2 separate regions of the Mus musculus genome follow, and region 1 is linked to region 2. Evidence: chromatin contacts called from public targeted proximity ligation data. All regions are on one chromosome and are shown on one strand. The core of a region is the stretch at or near the end of the contact, and the rest is flanking DNA. Distances in the headings are between cores, read along the strand shown. Region 1 has its middle 95 kb from the start of Gm32245. Region 2 overlaps Nrxn2 (neurexin II).

What was found.
Region 1: a contact with region 2 is called in a targeted proximity ligation map of pro-B cells, with 5 times the contacts expected there. A contact is called at or near these places in 6 of 130 datasets of targeted methods (the NIH/3T3 cell line, astrocytes, embryonic stem cells and 3 more) and 1 of 9 other capture datasets (adipose tissue).

The regions. Positions count from the first base shown.
Region 1 is chr19:6,658,097-6,665,913 of GRCm38.p6, forward strand. No RefSeq gene overlaps it. Among named protein-coding and RNA genes, the nearest start is that of Gm32245, 95 kb to the left of the region's middle.
Region 2 is chr19:6,442,514-6,449,687 of GRCm38.p6, forward strand. Nrxn2 (neurexin II) reads left to right here. Exons shown (of 23, transcript NM_001205234.2): 3 at 1,118-1,135; 4 at 5,742-5,771. Among named protein-coding and RNA genes, the nearest start is that of Gm14965, 27 kb to the left of the region's middle.

The DNA of each region.
Region 1 (7,817 bases), core at 5,120-7,619, 220 kb after region 2:
GCCCATTTGGAAAGAGAGAGAGAGAAATATGAAGGGTAGATAGATACACATCTACATACATACATACACACACACATACATACATGGTAGATGGATGGAGATAGATAGATAGATAGATAGATAGATAGATACATAGATAGATAGATACATAGATACATAGATACATAGATACATAGATAGATACATAGATACATAGATAGACAGACAGATGAAATGTTCCTGTTTGCCTGTTTTGGAGACAGGGTCTCACTACCCAGTCTTGGCTGGCCTGGAACTCACTATGTAGATGAGGCAGGCCTCAAACTCACAGAGCTCCACCTGCTTCTGCCTTCCAAGTGCTGGGATCAAAGGCTTGCAGCACCATACCCATTGAGCTTTCTTTTTTCTTTTTTAAAATAAGTGTGTAATGTGCAGACAACATGTGTTCTCGGGTGGCTCTCCTGCCATCTTCCCTCTCCTCTCACTCCCCACACCCTTTTTTCCTTGCCCCCGGGTTCTTTTCATCTCCCACATCCCATGTATTCTTTTGCCTGTCTCTCATCCTGATCACCTAATATTATCTTTTCTTGTTCTCCTTTCTGGACTTTGAGGTTCAGCAGGGTTTACCTGTCCTGATACCTGTTTACATACATACATACATACATACATACATACATACATACATACATACATTACAACCCAAGATCCATACTTGAGGGAAAACATGTGGTTTTCATCTTCCTATGTTTGAGCCATCTCATTTAATATTGTACTTTCCAGGTACATATATTTTCCTATGAATTCCATGGTTTCGTTTTTCCTCACAGACACATAACCTGTTTTGTGTCTATGTACCACATTTTCACTATCCATTCATGCACTGAAATAAGCCAATCGTAGAACAGCTATGGTGTGAAGTGCTTAAAGCCAGCAGTCTGACAAAGGCAGGCTGATGATGGTCGGGGTAGAAGGCGACAGGAAGTCAGTGCTCAATTCCCGCAGAGGTGAAAAGTTTTGGGAATCTCATGGCTTAATCATGCCACTGAACTAAGCTGGGAGGGGGTGGTGCACGCCTTTGATCCCACTGTTCGGGAAGCAGAGGCAAGCAGGTCTCTGAGTCTGAGGCCAACCTGGTCTACAGAGAAATCTAGGACAGCTAGGGTTACACAGAAAAACCCTATCTCAAAAAACTAAAATAATAATAATAATAATAATAATAATAATAATAATAATAATAATACCATTGAACTGTGTTCTAAGTAGTTGAATTGGCTAATTTAATTTTTTTTGAAGATTGTGTTTATTTCATGTGTAGATGTGATACCTGTTTGTATGTCTCCTCACCATGTATGTATGTGCCTGAGGAAACAGAATTGGGCATCAGACCCCGGGAACTAGAATTATGGGTCATTATGAACCACCATATTTGTGTGCTAGGAACCAAAGCTGGATCTTCTGCAAAGCAGCGAGTACTATAACCTCTCAGCCACATCTCCAGCCCCTAAATGGGAATTATACGCTGTCTACACTTTACCACAGCTTTGCTGTTATGAGGGGTTTTGTGTGTGTTTATTTAAAATGAATTTGTTTTATTTATATGTATATGTGTGCATCTACGTGTGTGGGGGATGGGGGAGTCATGTGTGTTCTGGTGCCCACGGAGACCTGAAGAGCACACTGGAGTGTTATAGGTAGTTGTGAACTTCTTGAGAGATGTGGTTGCTGGGAACCAAACCCTCACTGCTGTGAGGTGCAGTGCTTGTCTCAGGAGCAACCTCTCCCTGAAGGACAGCAACAGGCTTCAGCCTAGAAGCCAGAGCCTAAGAGATGCTAAATCTAGGCAGTGCTGTTCTTCTTGGATGTCAGATGATCCCTGCCAGACCTCCTTTCTCACAAAGTGAGCCCCAGGTCCATGATTTAGGTACTTTTCAAGCTCTCAGAGAGAGGTTTGGCTTGAGACCCTAAAGGCCAGAAGAAGCCTTTAGGTAGCAAGTGGGCTAATGCGATGGCTCACCACCCTCCCCAGGATGGAAGGGATGAGATGGAATAGGCTCTCTGCACAAGTGGCTGTGTGTCCAGCTCAGTGTGATGGTCTCATGCTGGGGCCTTGGGGGTGGTCCCAAATGGCTGACAGGGCAGATGTGCTGAGGTGACAGTAGACACCCATGCTCCTGAGCCTGTAGGAAGCCATCATCTCTACAGTGGCTGGAGATAAGGCTGGCTGCTCAGCCCAACCCCTGCCACGCTGTGCGCTCATCTTGCTTCAGGTCCCTCTACTGGGCTGACACCTTAACCAGTCTTCGTTATCTCCGAACTTCCTATACTGCGCTTTCTAGGCACATGTCTATCCTGATAAGCCCCTGAGCCCCCACGCACCCTTACCCGCCTCTGTCTCCACCAGCAGCAATAGTAGACAAGCAGGTTCCATCTGGCACTCTGCCCACGGGCTGGTAGAACCACCTAGAAGGGCATGTTCCAACAACCGGGATCAGTTTCCATGTGGATTCTACATCCAAACAGTTCCCAAAAGACCAGGATAACCCATTGTGGAAACCCTGAAGATAAATGTCACACCTCCTCTGTTCAGGAGAGCCTGTCCCTGGTAGGGCAGTGAGTTGACAGTCTCCATGGTGAGGTCACAGTACCTGGTCCAAGGCCATGCCCACCACAGAGAATGATAACGCAGGGTGGCTGACATTCTCTTCTGTGGTGGGATTTTGGAAACTGTGGTAGTTTGAATGAAAATGGCCCTCGCAGGCTCCTGTATTTGAATGCATGATTCCCCAGGTGGTGAAATTATCTGGTAAGGATTAGGAGGTGTGGCCCTGTTGGAGGAGGTATGTCACTGGGGAGTAGGCTTTGAGATTTTAAAAGCCCATGCTGTTCCCACTTAGAGCTTTCTCTCTCTGCCTTGTTCTTACCGTAAGAATGTAAACTCTCAGCTACTACTCCAGCCCCACGCCTGCCCACTGTCATGCTCACTGCCATGATAGTCACAGACTCCAATCCTCTGGTACCCTGAGCCCACATATTAAATGCTTTCTTCTATAAGTTGCCTTGGCCCTGGTGTCTTATCACAACCACAAAAAGTAACCAAGACACACAGTCTTTGCTCTCACACCCCCTGCTGGGCATCTGGGACCTATATCAGAACTACAAAGGAAGGCTATCCCACCCGACCCTCTCCTTCTTTCCTTCCTCTCACACCCTCTTGTGCTTGAAAGTCTTTGAAGCCCAGCAGCCCACTCCCTCCTCCCTTTACCATTCACAGATGTGATCCCCGCCCCCCACTTGCCCTTCTTGCTCCATCTCCCAAACAGCACCTGAATGGACAGGGTTTTCCCTTTCATGTGGTTGCTAGAGGCCATGGGATGCTCCTCCTAGCGGTGAGGTGAATGTATCCCCGAAAAGATGTCATGTAAAAGATGTGCAAGCATGGGTGTCAGGACCTCTTCTGGAGGTCACAGCCTTTGGAAGTCAGTTTTCTTCCGTTATGTGGTGCCAGGGATTGAAACACACACACATACACACACACACACACACACACACACACACACACACACACACACACACACAGGAGATTCTTAGACCACTGAGAAGTTGCTCTTAGGGATGATTAAGATAACTGCCTGAAGTCCGTTGGTAAGATAGTAAATGCTTGCACTTGGTCCTGCTGGAGCTGTGATCACTCAGCACTGTGTATGGCTCCTCCCTTCCCTTCCACCTTGAGGTGGTGTATGGCCAGAAGGAGCCCTCACCCAAGACTGCACTATGATCTTTGGGCTTTCAGCCTTTAAGACTCCTACCAATAAATGTTAGCCTATCTTGGGTGTTTCATTACCATAACAGCAAGTGGACTGATACAGGAGACCTCTGCAGGCTGGGAACTCTACCCTGTCCTCAGTCCTGAGGTTCTGCACCAAGTATTTTACCCACCCTCTATTGTGGAAGCGGAGGGTTTTCTTAGGTCCTGTAAGTGATGATCAGCCCTCCCTCCCTACTCTGCATCCTCTGCAAACCCCCCATCCCCCACACCATCTCCTGCAGTTCTTAACTACCAGGAACTGATGTAAATTTTACCCTGAATTTTGTCCCTGGCCATTACAAGTTGTAGTATAAGCAGCTATTCTGCCATCCTATGGCAGGGACCACCAGCAATGGATTCCCCATCACCACAATCAGGTCCCCTTCCCAAGGCCTGTCAACTGAGAAGGGTCCCATGAGTATAGATGTCCCTCTATGCAGGGATGCACAGCACAATACGGCTGCACATCAAACGCTACACAGAATGGATCCCTACTTTGGAATGCTTAGAAGCAGAGCCTGGGACCAGGGTTTGCTAGAGGCCAGCCGGCTGGGACAAGTCCCTAGAGGGTAAGGGCAAAGGTCAGGGAAGGGAGGGGCTCAATAAACACTGTGGATTATCTCTCTCAGAATGAGTGTTGAAGTTTAATCCCCATTATGAGAGATTAAGAGATACAGGGCTCTCCCTCCCAAGTGGATTAATCCACTCCTGTGATTAATGGATTGATGAGTTAGTTATCTCCAGAGTGGCCCTGTTATAGAAGCCAGCTGGCCAGATCTCAGGAGAGCCCTGCTTCTTGCCATGTGATGCCCTGTGCAACCTTGGGATTCTGCCAACAAGAACATCATAGATGCTGCCCCTTGACCTTGGACCAGACCCATGAGCCAAAATTAACCTCCTTTCTTGATTGCTTACCCAGCCCGTGGGTTTGTGTTATCAGCAACAGAAAAAGACTAAGACAGAAGGAATGTGACCTTAGAGCTAAGTCCAGCCCTGGACAGATCCAGGGAGGCTTGGGGACATCAGTTGTACACGAGACTTCTCCAGATCTGAGGGAGGGTCCAGCTTCCTGGCCATTGCATTAGTTAGCCATTGACTGTGGGCTATATCCAGAGCCTGCCAGACATGGCCCTCCGTGGAGGGCCCTTCACCACAGAAGGGAGATCTGGTTGGGATGCCAGGAGAAACTGCCAGACAGAGCACGTATGTCCCAGAGCGCAGCCGTCTCCTCTGCTGCCTCAGGCTTATCCACTGATCAATCACCATTCCACTGTCTCTGGTGCGTGTCAGTCACCCATCCAACATGTCCCCAAGTAACAGGGGACACAAATCAAGTTCTGAGAGATGCCTCACTGTGATGACACCCTTCTGGCTTCCTGGAGGGGAAAACAAAAAACAAAAACCTTCCCCATCCCAGCCTACCTCTGGGGTGCCACCCTGACAATCCAGGGGGGTCATCTAGGAGCCGAATGGCCGAATGGGTTCGAAGCCACAGTGTTTCCTTAAAGCCTCCACTAATAAGAAGCAGGTTCCCCTGCGACCCGAGCATGAGCTGCATTTGAGCCCTGAGCTGCACCTCTCCCTCCTACCCACATTTATTCTCCAAGCACTGCTCCTGCCCCCACCCCCAGGCAGTGGTGCTACACTGGGAGCCAGGAACCAAGTGGTCGAGAGCGCCATCTGGTGGGTGAGAGGGCAAGTCACTAGAAGGGACGGGAGAGCCAGGATTGCGATCCATCTATCCCCATGCCTTATCGCAGAGAAGGCTAGGCAAGGAGCTAGGCTGCAACGGAATTAAAGGAAAAAGAGGAAAGGGAAGAGGGGCCAAGGAGCTTCCCCGGGGATGCCTGGACACCTGTTCCAGATGCCTCTGCCTGCCACTCGAGGGAATGGCAAATCACCCAGGACACACCCAGGTCACGCCGAGGTCAGTCTCTGCCCTTTCTCTCTCTTCTGGAGCATTTAAATCCGGTTTTTGTTGGTTGGTTGGTTGACTTGTTCTGAGGCAAGGTTTTATTTAGCCATGGCTTGCCTTGAACTCCTGATCCTTCAGCCCCATTCCTAGCCCCCACCCCCCACCCCCACCCCAAGTTCTGGGACCACAGGCATGTGCCACCATACATGGCTAAGGGGTCATGTAAAAATCCATTTGCAGGCTCATAAGATGATTCAAAGTGCCACAGAGACTGATAACCAGTGAATTCAATCCTGGGGTTCCTGCAAGCTGTCCTCTGACCACCACCACACATATGCACTGTGGCATGAGCAGGCACGCATACAGATACACATACACCAGATAAATATACACTTATTTTTCTAAATTCTGTCTGTTTATTTACAAGAAAACTGGTAAAAAGGTTTTCAGAAAAGGAGCCACGGTCATCTTCACCATCAGCAGCAGTATCCCCTTTGAGAAGGTTCCAGCTAGTGGGGTGTCTATGTAACCTCTCAGCCCTTTAGGGATCCCAGAGTCTGCTAAGCTGGCTAGAGGGTGGACGTCCGAGCTCTGACCTTCCCCTGTGCAGACACATCTGTGGGGCAGAATGGAGGCACTACACGGCTGGAGATGACACATGCCCTGGGCTCTTGCCCTCTGGTTCTGAGAAGGTGAGAGGAAGTGGCTCCATCTGCCCAGGAACACTTGTTAAAGGCGTACAAAGAGACCACCAAGTCTTTCACTTCTCAATTTATACACTTCTCCAAAAGCGTGGTGGTATCTAGAGCTAGCGGGGCTTTGGGGTTTGATCTCATTTTTTTGTATTTTTCAAGTTAAAATGCAGTTGGGAGCCCCAGGCATTGTGTGCCTTGGGACAGAAGAACATGTCATCCCCTGTGAAGAGCAAGCTCGATCAAGCCTGCACTGGGGGGTCTGCACACAGCGCTGTGTGGGCGCCACGGATCCCTGAGTGTCTTGCCATCCTTGCCTTTCTCACTCCCATGGCTCAGCGGAGGACCTGCCACAGAGGCAGTCACAACCAGCAACCTAAAACAGGTGCTGTCTGGCCCTCCACAGAAAAGGTTGGTCACTGGGCCAATAAGATGGCTCAGCTGGTAAGGGCACCTGCTTCGAAGCCTGATGACCTGAGTTTGGTTCCAGGGACCCACCTGGTAGAGAGGATGATTCTGCAGGCAGTCTTCTCCGAACACCTCACACGTGCTGTGGTGTGTACTACACAAGCACGTGAACACAACCAAAAGAAATAAATGTTAAAAAAATAAAAGGAAAAAAAAAGAAAAGTTGGTGACACCTTAAAAATTACAACTACACAATTACATGGAAAAATTACAGTGAATTGAGGTCTATGACATGAAGGTCCCAGCCAATGGCACCCAGGCAATGGAGAGGGAGAACAAGCCGTTGTTCCCTCAACACAACAGTTCACAACAACAACCCTAGATGGAAGTGGAGGTGCCTACAGGTGCCAAGTGGACCAACATCCACACAGGTGATGGAGATCAAGCCTCCTTCCCCAGGGCAGCAGGAGAGGAGGCCCAGCTGAAGCCGGACCCTGCACAACACCAGAACAGGCAGCAGGAACCACAGCTTTCACAAATAGGAACTAGAAAGACAAAAAAGGGGAAATGCTATTAAAAAGCTCTAAACGTAGCTGGGGGGCCTCGGGGGGTAAAGGCAGAACGAGGCCTGATGACCTGAGCTTTTATCCTCAGGACCCACACGTTAAAGGGGAGAATCGACTCCTCCAAACTGTCCTCTGACTTCCACCAGTGCACATGCGTGTACACACACACACACACACACACCTTTAATCCTAGCACCCCGAGTTGAAGGCCAGCCTGGTCTATACAGTGACAATCTGCCTCTGTAAAAAAAAATAAAATGAGTAAACTAGCTAGCTAACTAAGATGAGTCGAGGATGATGACACAGGCCTATAATCCCAGTCCTCGGGAGATGAAGGCAGAAAACCAGAAGTTCAAGGTCGTCCTTAGCCTGGAAGCGACTTAACTCATGGTTGGGCTGGGCTTCATGAGACTATGTCTTCAGTTAACTCATGGCTGGGCTGGGCTTCATGA
Region 2 (7,174 bases), core at 2,453-4,952:
AACAAACAAGCAAACAAATAAGCAAACACATTCTGGAGTTTGAGGATGCAGCTCAATTGGTAGAATACGTGTTCAGCATACACAAAGCCTTGAATTTAATCTCCAGCAGTGCTTAAAGCTGAGCGTAGTAGTATATGCCTGTAATTCCAGCGCTAAGGAGGCAGGAGGCTAGCCCTCAGTTAGAGGCTAGAGACCACAGAGCTAGTTCCAGGCCAGCGTGGATATAGAACAAGACTGTGAAACAAAAATGAAAAAATAAAAAAATAAAAAAGCCAAGCAGAATGAAGGAAGACATTTCTCCTGATCATAGAGGCAGAGCCAGAGCAAGAAGGGGCAGCTCATCCTCTCATCTGTGTAGTCGGGGTACAGAGAGGTTGAGTGACTTAGTTGGGTAGTTTGGGGCAGATTCTGATCCAAGGGTTTTCTTGGATCAGACCTAGGGCCTACCTCATGCCACAGAACTGTGTTCTGACTCAGTGTGGACGCCTTTTTTTCCTGGGTGGGGAGTGGGCTATAGGCTGGGCAGATTCTTGACTGGAGCACTGTATTAAGTGTGAGTCGGATGAGAGCTAAAGGCAAGAGTGCGTCGTTCGGTGCTTATGTGTGTCAGTGTGTCATTGAGCGTGATTGTGTCTCTGCGAGCTCAGTAAGACAGTCTCTGGTGTGAGCATGTCCCCATCTGTCTCTGAGCTGCAGTGGAATGTGTGCAAGAGAGGAGCCTGCCTCGGGGAGTAGGGAAGCCCGGCTGGCGGCTGGTGCTGGCTGCTCATCGCCTGCTTGCTGTCCTGCTTCCTGTCTCTGTGTGATCTTGGGTTGTCATGCCCCTGCTCTGGGCCTCAGTTTCCTAGTATAATAGGATCTGGTGTAAAATGTAGAGGTCCCTTCCTGCCTTCCTGTACTTGCTGATTTGGGAGGACTCATTCAGGGGATCGTGTGGCCACTGCCCTGTCTGAGGCGAAGCTGTTCCCTGAGATTTTGGGTTTCTAGTTTGGGTTATTCATGCCAGAGCCTTGGTAGGCTGGGGAACCTGGAACCCCTTGGTTCTTAAAGCACATTTGCTAACAGGTCTCCTTTCTCTTCTCTCCCTGCTCCCTTCTCTGAACATGGCTGACTTTAGAGGAACACCCCATGGAAGGTGAGTGGAGCCTCCTTTATCATTAGGGTAATTCATATTTCCCCGTGGGGTCCATTTGAAGGGATGTCATTGGCCATGCAACAGCTCTGGCCTGCTCACATTTGCGGGGTGCCCGGGGGAAGGAAGTCTGGAGACTTCTCCATTGGACTGCCTCTTCCTGGGCCTCTTTGCTCATTGACTGGGGAGGCTGCTGAGCAGAGCACAGGTCCTTACCCCATGCTGCTCCCAGCCTTCTGCCTTGCTGTGAAGGGAAGAGGATCTCTGGGAAGAGATGACAAGGGGGGTGTGAAGGAACATAGCTGGTACTGTTGGACGCACTCGGAAGTGAGTAGGTAGACACGGTTTTGCCCAGTTTAGGAAGTGTTATAGTGGCCATGTAAAGAGAGTCGGGGGTGGGGTGACAGGGTTGGCTGCTGGCCTGTAGCCTGTGCTGCAGAGAGTCCGTGCTGCTGCAGGTCAGTGGGAGTGTGGTCGAGTATACAGGCAGGGTGGGATCTGTCCCATGGTTGGGGGGTATGAGCAGGGCCAGCTCTTCTACTCTGCTAAAGCTGCCCATGGCTTGAGGAAGAGATCAGCTTCTTCGTTCAGCCCAGTCCATGGCAAGGGTGGCAGTTCTCAGATCTCTGTCCATTCTCTCTCTCTCTCTCTCTCTCTCTCTCTCTCTCTCTCTCTCTCTCTCTCTCTCTCTCTCTCTCTCGTCATTGTCTTTGCCTCTCTTTCTCCAGGGCTCTGTCTGTGGACCTCTCTCTGTCCCTCTCCTTCCCCAGCTGCTCTGGGTTCTGTCGTCCTTAGAAACTTTCTCTCTATCTTTGCTTTCCCCTCCGTTTCTTCTCCTTCTTTGGGGGGACTAAGGAAGGTTGAGGATAGATAGGGTGGCCTACCCTTGGAGGCTGGATTATGGTCGATCTTACAGGTTATCACAGTGACGCTGGATAAACGATTATGAGGGAAGGCTATATCCTGGTTACCATCCTGTTCCACAGTCCCCTATCCTGGGAAGGTAGTGGGTAGGATGCACTCTAAGACCCCTGGGCCTGGCCCTTCTGGGAAGAGCACAGAGACTCCAAGGATGTGTGAGTCCTGGGAAGGACAGGCAGTGAGGGCTACAGGTCTGGGTATAAGTGGAACCCGTTTTCCTTGTGGTATCCTCAGCTTACCTCGTCTGTTTCTTCTCTTCGGGTCTCCTCGGGTGACCTAGTGTCTGTGTCTGCATCTGTGTTTGTGTGTGCACATCTTCTCTTGGCTTGGCTGTCTGTGTGGGCGTGCTGGGCACCAGCTTATTATTTTGTCCATGGAGTGGCGTGTGTCCATGTGTCTCTGGAGGAACCACCAGAGCTTTGTGTGTTTGCATCTCTGTGTGTCACTGTTTACCCAGTATGCATGTGAGAGAGAAGGAGAGAGAAGGAGAGAGCCTGCACATCTGGGTGGACACAGCCTTCTGAGGGCTGGAGATAAGATTTAGTGACTTTAACTTGCTCTAGATGTCTCCTCTGGAATAAAGGGAGAGATGGATGGAGGGAGAGAGTAAAGACAAGGGAGAGGAGAGGCTTGGGAGGAGGAGGGGGCACAGAGACAGGGAGAGGAGCAAGTGGTGGGATTAAAAAGAGCTGGGGGGAGAGAGGGGGGAGAGAGGGAGAGGGAGGGAGGGAGAGGGAGAGAGAGGGGGAGGAGAGGAGAGAAAGGAGAGAAAGGAGAGAAAGGAGAGGAGCTTAGCAGGGAAGGCCTGGCTGAGAGGGAAGGGCAGAGGCTGCAGAGAAGGAACTTGGAGCAGGGAGAGGAGAGAAAGGCATGAGAAGATCAAGGGAAGGTCAGCTTTGGAGACCAGGGAATGAGCTCTGTGTGAGGTGTCCTGGTAACCTGCTGGTATGGATGTGGGCCTGAATATCAGCAATAGTGCAGGGTGTATATGGTGTGTGTGTGTACACAGGTAGGAATGTGGTCCTTCTGTGTGTCCTTGTGCATGTCTGTCTGTGTCTCTTAATTTTGCCATCTTTTTCTTTCCATGGCTGTTGTCCTGGGATCTGGGTGCAAGTCAGGGGTGAGACTGCAAGTGAGGACACAGGCTCAGCTGGACCTCCCTGAGGTCCCTCTTCAGATCTCTTGGAGGTTCTCTGTGCCTCCCCTTCTCTGTCCCTTCATGCTGGGATGCTAGGCCTAAGGGTTGGCTTCCTCTAGGAACCCAGGTATCCTGCCATGCAGTGCCCTGAGCGCCTCCATTCTTTCCTTAATCTCTTCCGAGCAAGGAGAGGAGACCCAGATTAGCCAAACAGAATACCCAAGGGAGGGCCTTTGGCATTGACGTTCGTCACTGCCAGCCTGTAGGAGGAGTGGAAGGAGGGGCAGGATGCCACAGGTAGTCATGGGGGAGAGAGCACCCCAGGGGTACTGGGGCCAGGGTACAAAGAGCAAGCTATAATTGGGATGGGAGAGGAGACAGGTTGTAGGGAGGGATGCCTCTGTCATCCGGTCATCTGAGGATGAGCCAGGAGTAGACAGGAAGGGAACGGGTCTCCCCTCACCAAGATGGCTGGTGCTGTCACGCCTGAGGGAGCTGAGCAGCTGGTTGCCTTGGTGACAGAGGGAGAGTGCCGCATGCTAATGAGGCTGGCAGAGAGCTGGGCAGCGGAAGGGTCTTGAGGGTAGCTGTGTGGCTTCCTCCAGCAGGAGTCAGGCCTAAGGGGCTGTAGGTGCTGGTGGGGGCAGAGGACAAAAAACTGAATCCATGGGCCCTCGAACACTGGACTGAGGGCAACAGAAGCCTGGATTTCTAAGAGTAAGGCCTCAGGGCAAGGCTGCTGCTGACAGGCAGAGTGGGAGGAGGGTTTGGGGCCTGAGGTTTAGAAGTGGGGTGCTGGAATTTTGTAGTCTAAGCGTGAGTGGCAGGGTAGGAACTATTTGAAGCAAGGAGTATAAAGACAGCCAAAAAGCTGGAGACCCTCCCAGTGCTTTGAATAAATCCTGTGTCCTGAGAACTGTGTTGTCCTGATGCTGCCCCAGTTACTGTGGCCTCCTCCCTCAAGCTAGCCTCCGACCTAGAGGTGAGATAAAGGAAGAAGACACCAATGGAGATGGAGAGGAAGCTGCCGGGAGCCACATGGCTCTGTTTTCCCCAGGGCCCAAGCCCTTCCCAGCCTCCTCGGCTCCTGGGCACTGGCTACCCTGGTCCTCTCTGTGCCCCAGAGATACTTGCAGCTCTTTGATCTCCACACTGGCTTCAGTTTCCGGCTCAAGGTCTAGCATCTCATGCCACAGGAGCTGGGATGATTTACTGACAGCAGACTGTTCCTCCCCAGCCCTCTTTGCCAGACTCCACAGCAGGGAGGTAGGGCTGGGGTTGGGCAGGGAGCAGGGGTTGGGTAGGGCTAGTTGGTCATCTCAGGGATCCAGGAGAATCAGTTCTGTCGCTGGTCTGGTGCTGTCAGTCTCTCTGGGGCCTGGAGGCCTGGTGTGGCTCATTCTGGAATGACTCAGGTTGAAGAAGGTTAGGGTTGCCAGGGCTTGCTCACTGGGCTAAATTGTCCTCAGCAAGGGCCTGGCCAGGGAAAGGGGACCCGTAGCGTCATTTAGGCAGGAAGGGTTTGGATCTTTCAGAGTGCTTGGCCTCTTGCCCAGGGGTCTTGGCTGTCCGAAGGCACAGTTTCTAGATTCCCAGATTCTGAAAGAATCACAGCATCTTTTGATCCAGGGTTTCCATAGGTGCAGATGCCTTCTTCCAGCTTCCCTAGTTCTCAGAAACAAGCAGGTTTTCTTTTGGAACCTGCTCTCTCCATGCGTGGCTGGAATGGGCAGCTGGAAGAGTTAGGGCTGTAGAGGAGGCTTTTCTAAGTCCCAGTCTGGAGGTTTCCTTTAAGGCCCAGGTTTCTATACTACCCACTTTCCCGCAAGGTTATGCAGACCCCTGGTGTGTGTGCGCGTGCACATGTGTATGCATGTGTGTGTACATGTGTGTGTGTGTGCATGTGTGTGTGTGTGTGTGTGTGTGTGTGCATGTGATGGCTGGCGTCCCCTTGCCCACTCAATCCCACTCTAACGGGACACTCTCTCTCTCTCCAGGTGGCTCTGATTTTTGTGTTGTGTTTTATTTTCTCCTCCATCCGAATTGTTTTTTTCTCGTTGACCGTTTTTTTTTTTTTTCTCCACCTCCTGGAAGAAAAAAAAAAAAGAAAAGAAAAAAAGAAAAAAGGAAAAAGGAAAAGGGAAAGGCCGCTTCGCGCCGCCCCGCGCCATGCTGCTTCCCTTTCCTTTTCCTTTTCTCTTTTTTTTTTCCGGCAAGAAGAAAAAAAAATAAGAAACCAAAAAATTCTCTCCCCTCCCCTGCAGCAACGCCCACCTGCCCGCCTCCTCTGGCTCACACCTCTCGCCCACCCTCTGACACCCCTTCCCCTCCCTCTACCCTCTGTTTCTGCATCGGGCCCCTTCCCTCAGCTGCTGGGCTGGGGGCTCTCCCCCGATGTCTGTCACAAGTTAACAGGGTTTTAAATTGTGGCAGCAGCAACTTCCCCTCCCTTCTCTCTGGCGGATTTCATGACTCGTGTTTCTTTGTTTCTTTCCTCTTCTCTTTCTTTCTTTTCTTCTTTTCTTTCTTTCTCTTCTTCCCCTTTCCAAGGTCCGGCTCACCTGACGTTAAACAGCGAAGGTATGGTTTGAAGTTTTGGTTTCGTTTGGATTGGACTGGATTGCCCCAGACTGTGCCTGGCTTTTCTGTTCTCTCCCCCAACCCCTTCTCCTTCACCCCTCCTGCCTCCCTCCTTCCTTCCCTTCCCTTTCCCTTGGCCATTTCTTTATTTGTATGGGGGTGCCTGGCAGGGGTGGGGCTGGCCCTCTCCGTCCCCCTCCCCCCCCCACGGGTCCACCGTCCACCCTCACGTCACCTTGGTTTCTGATGTCAGATGTACACTCTCCTGCCGTTGTCTCCAGTCTCCTTGCATTTGTTTTCTCTCCATCTTCCTCGTGGTACATCTTGCTTTCTCTTTCTCATGCCGGTGTTTGATTTGCATCCACTCATTCTGCTCACTCTCTCTTTTCTATGAATGCGAGTAAAAAAGAGAAGGGCCTTCCTGGGCTGCAGAAAGGATTTGAGGCAACACATTCCTCTCCCCTGGCTGCTGTGGAAGATACCCCATTTAATCCCTGTCCCTAGAATGGGTTGGAAAGGGAAACTATGGGGCTGGAGGTGTAGGATCCTCCCTCCCCACAATTCCTCGCTCTCTGCCTTCCCTCCATTATCTTTTGAGTCTCTTATCGCTATCTGACAGTCGACCATATACCAGAGAGACAAATGACTGGCTATTGTGATTACAGAACCTCACCAGGAGGCATGACAGCCCCACCAGGTGGCATGATAGCCCTACTAAGTGGCTAGACTCTAATTTGTCCTTTAGCTTGCACCTACCCTTGGCAAAGTTCCTCCCACCAGTCAAAACCCCAGTCTTGGGGGCCGAGGCATAGCTAAGCAGTAGATTGTTGTCTTTGCATACTCGAGGCTCTGGGATCTAATCTAAGTATTGCAAGGGTAGAGGATACCTGGCATTAACCAACCTGGAGGGGAACCCAGGAGTTCTGACTGGTCCCCTCCAGCTGTGACCCCCTGCCATCCCTGTATCCACCTCTATTAGCACCCTTGGCGGCTCTGCTGTACCTGCCCAAGAGACAGGCCTGTGTATTTAACCGAGAGACGGTGGGACCACGTCTAGGCTGCAACAGAGTTTTGCCAAGATATGAAATTTGGGATGGATTTAGGTCTGATGAATATGGGCCTGGAATTTGTGGAGGCATGGGAAATTATGGCCAGAGGAAAGCAGGAGGAAGCCCATACAGGAAGTTAGGAGAAGGGTCCTGGCTGACTCCCTCACATCCTTCTTTCCTCTAAGGCCTTGGTTGGGGGAGGGCTGGCTGTGGCTCACCTCATACACTGAGGATGTTTGCTCGAAGGGTCCCAGAGATGCCTCCCCTCACATGAAAGCTTCTGCAGCTCAGATGTTTGTTTAGTTTTAGTTCTGGGAGCTGGGGACTGGAGTTGGAGGAAGAGCCCAGAAAGAA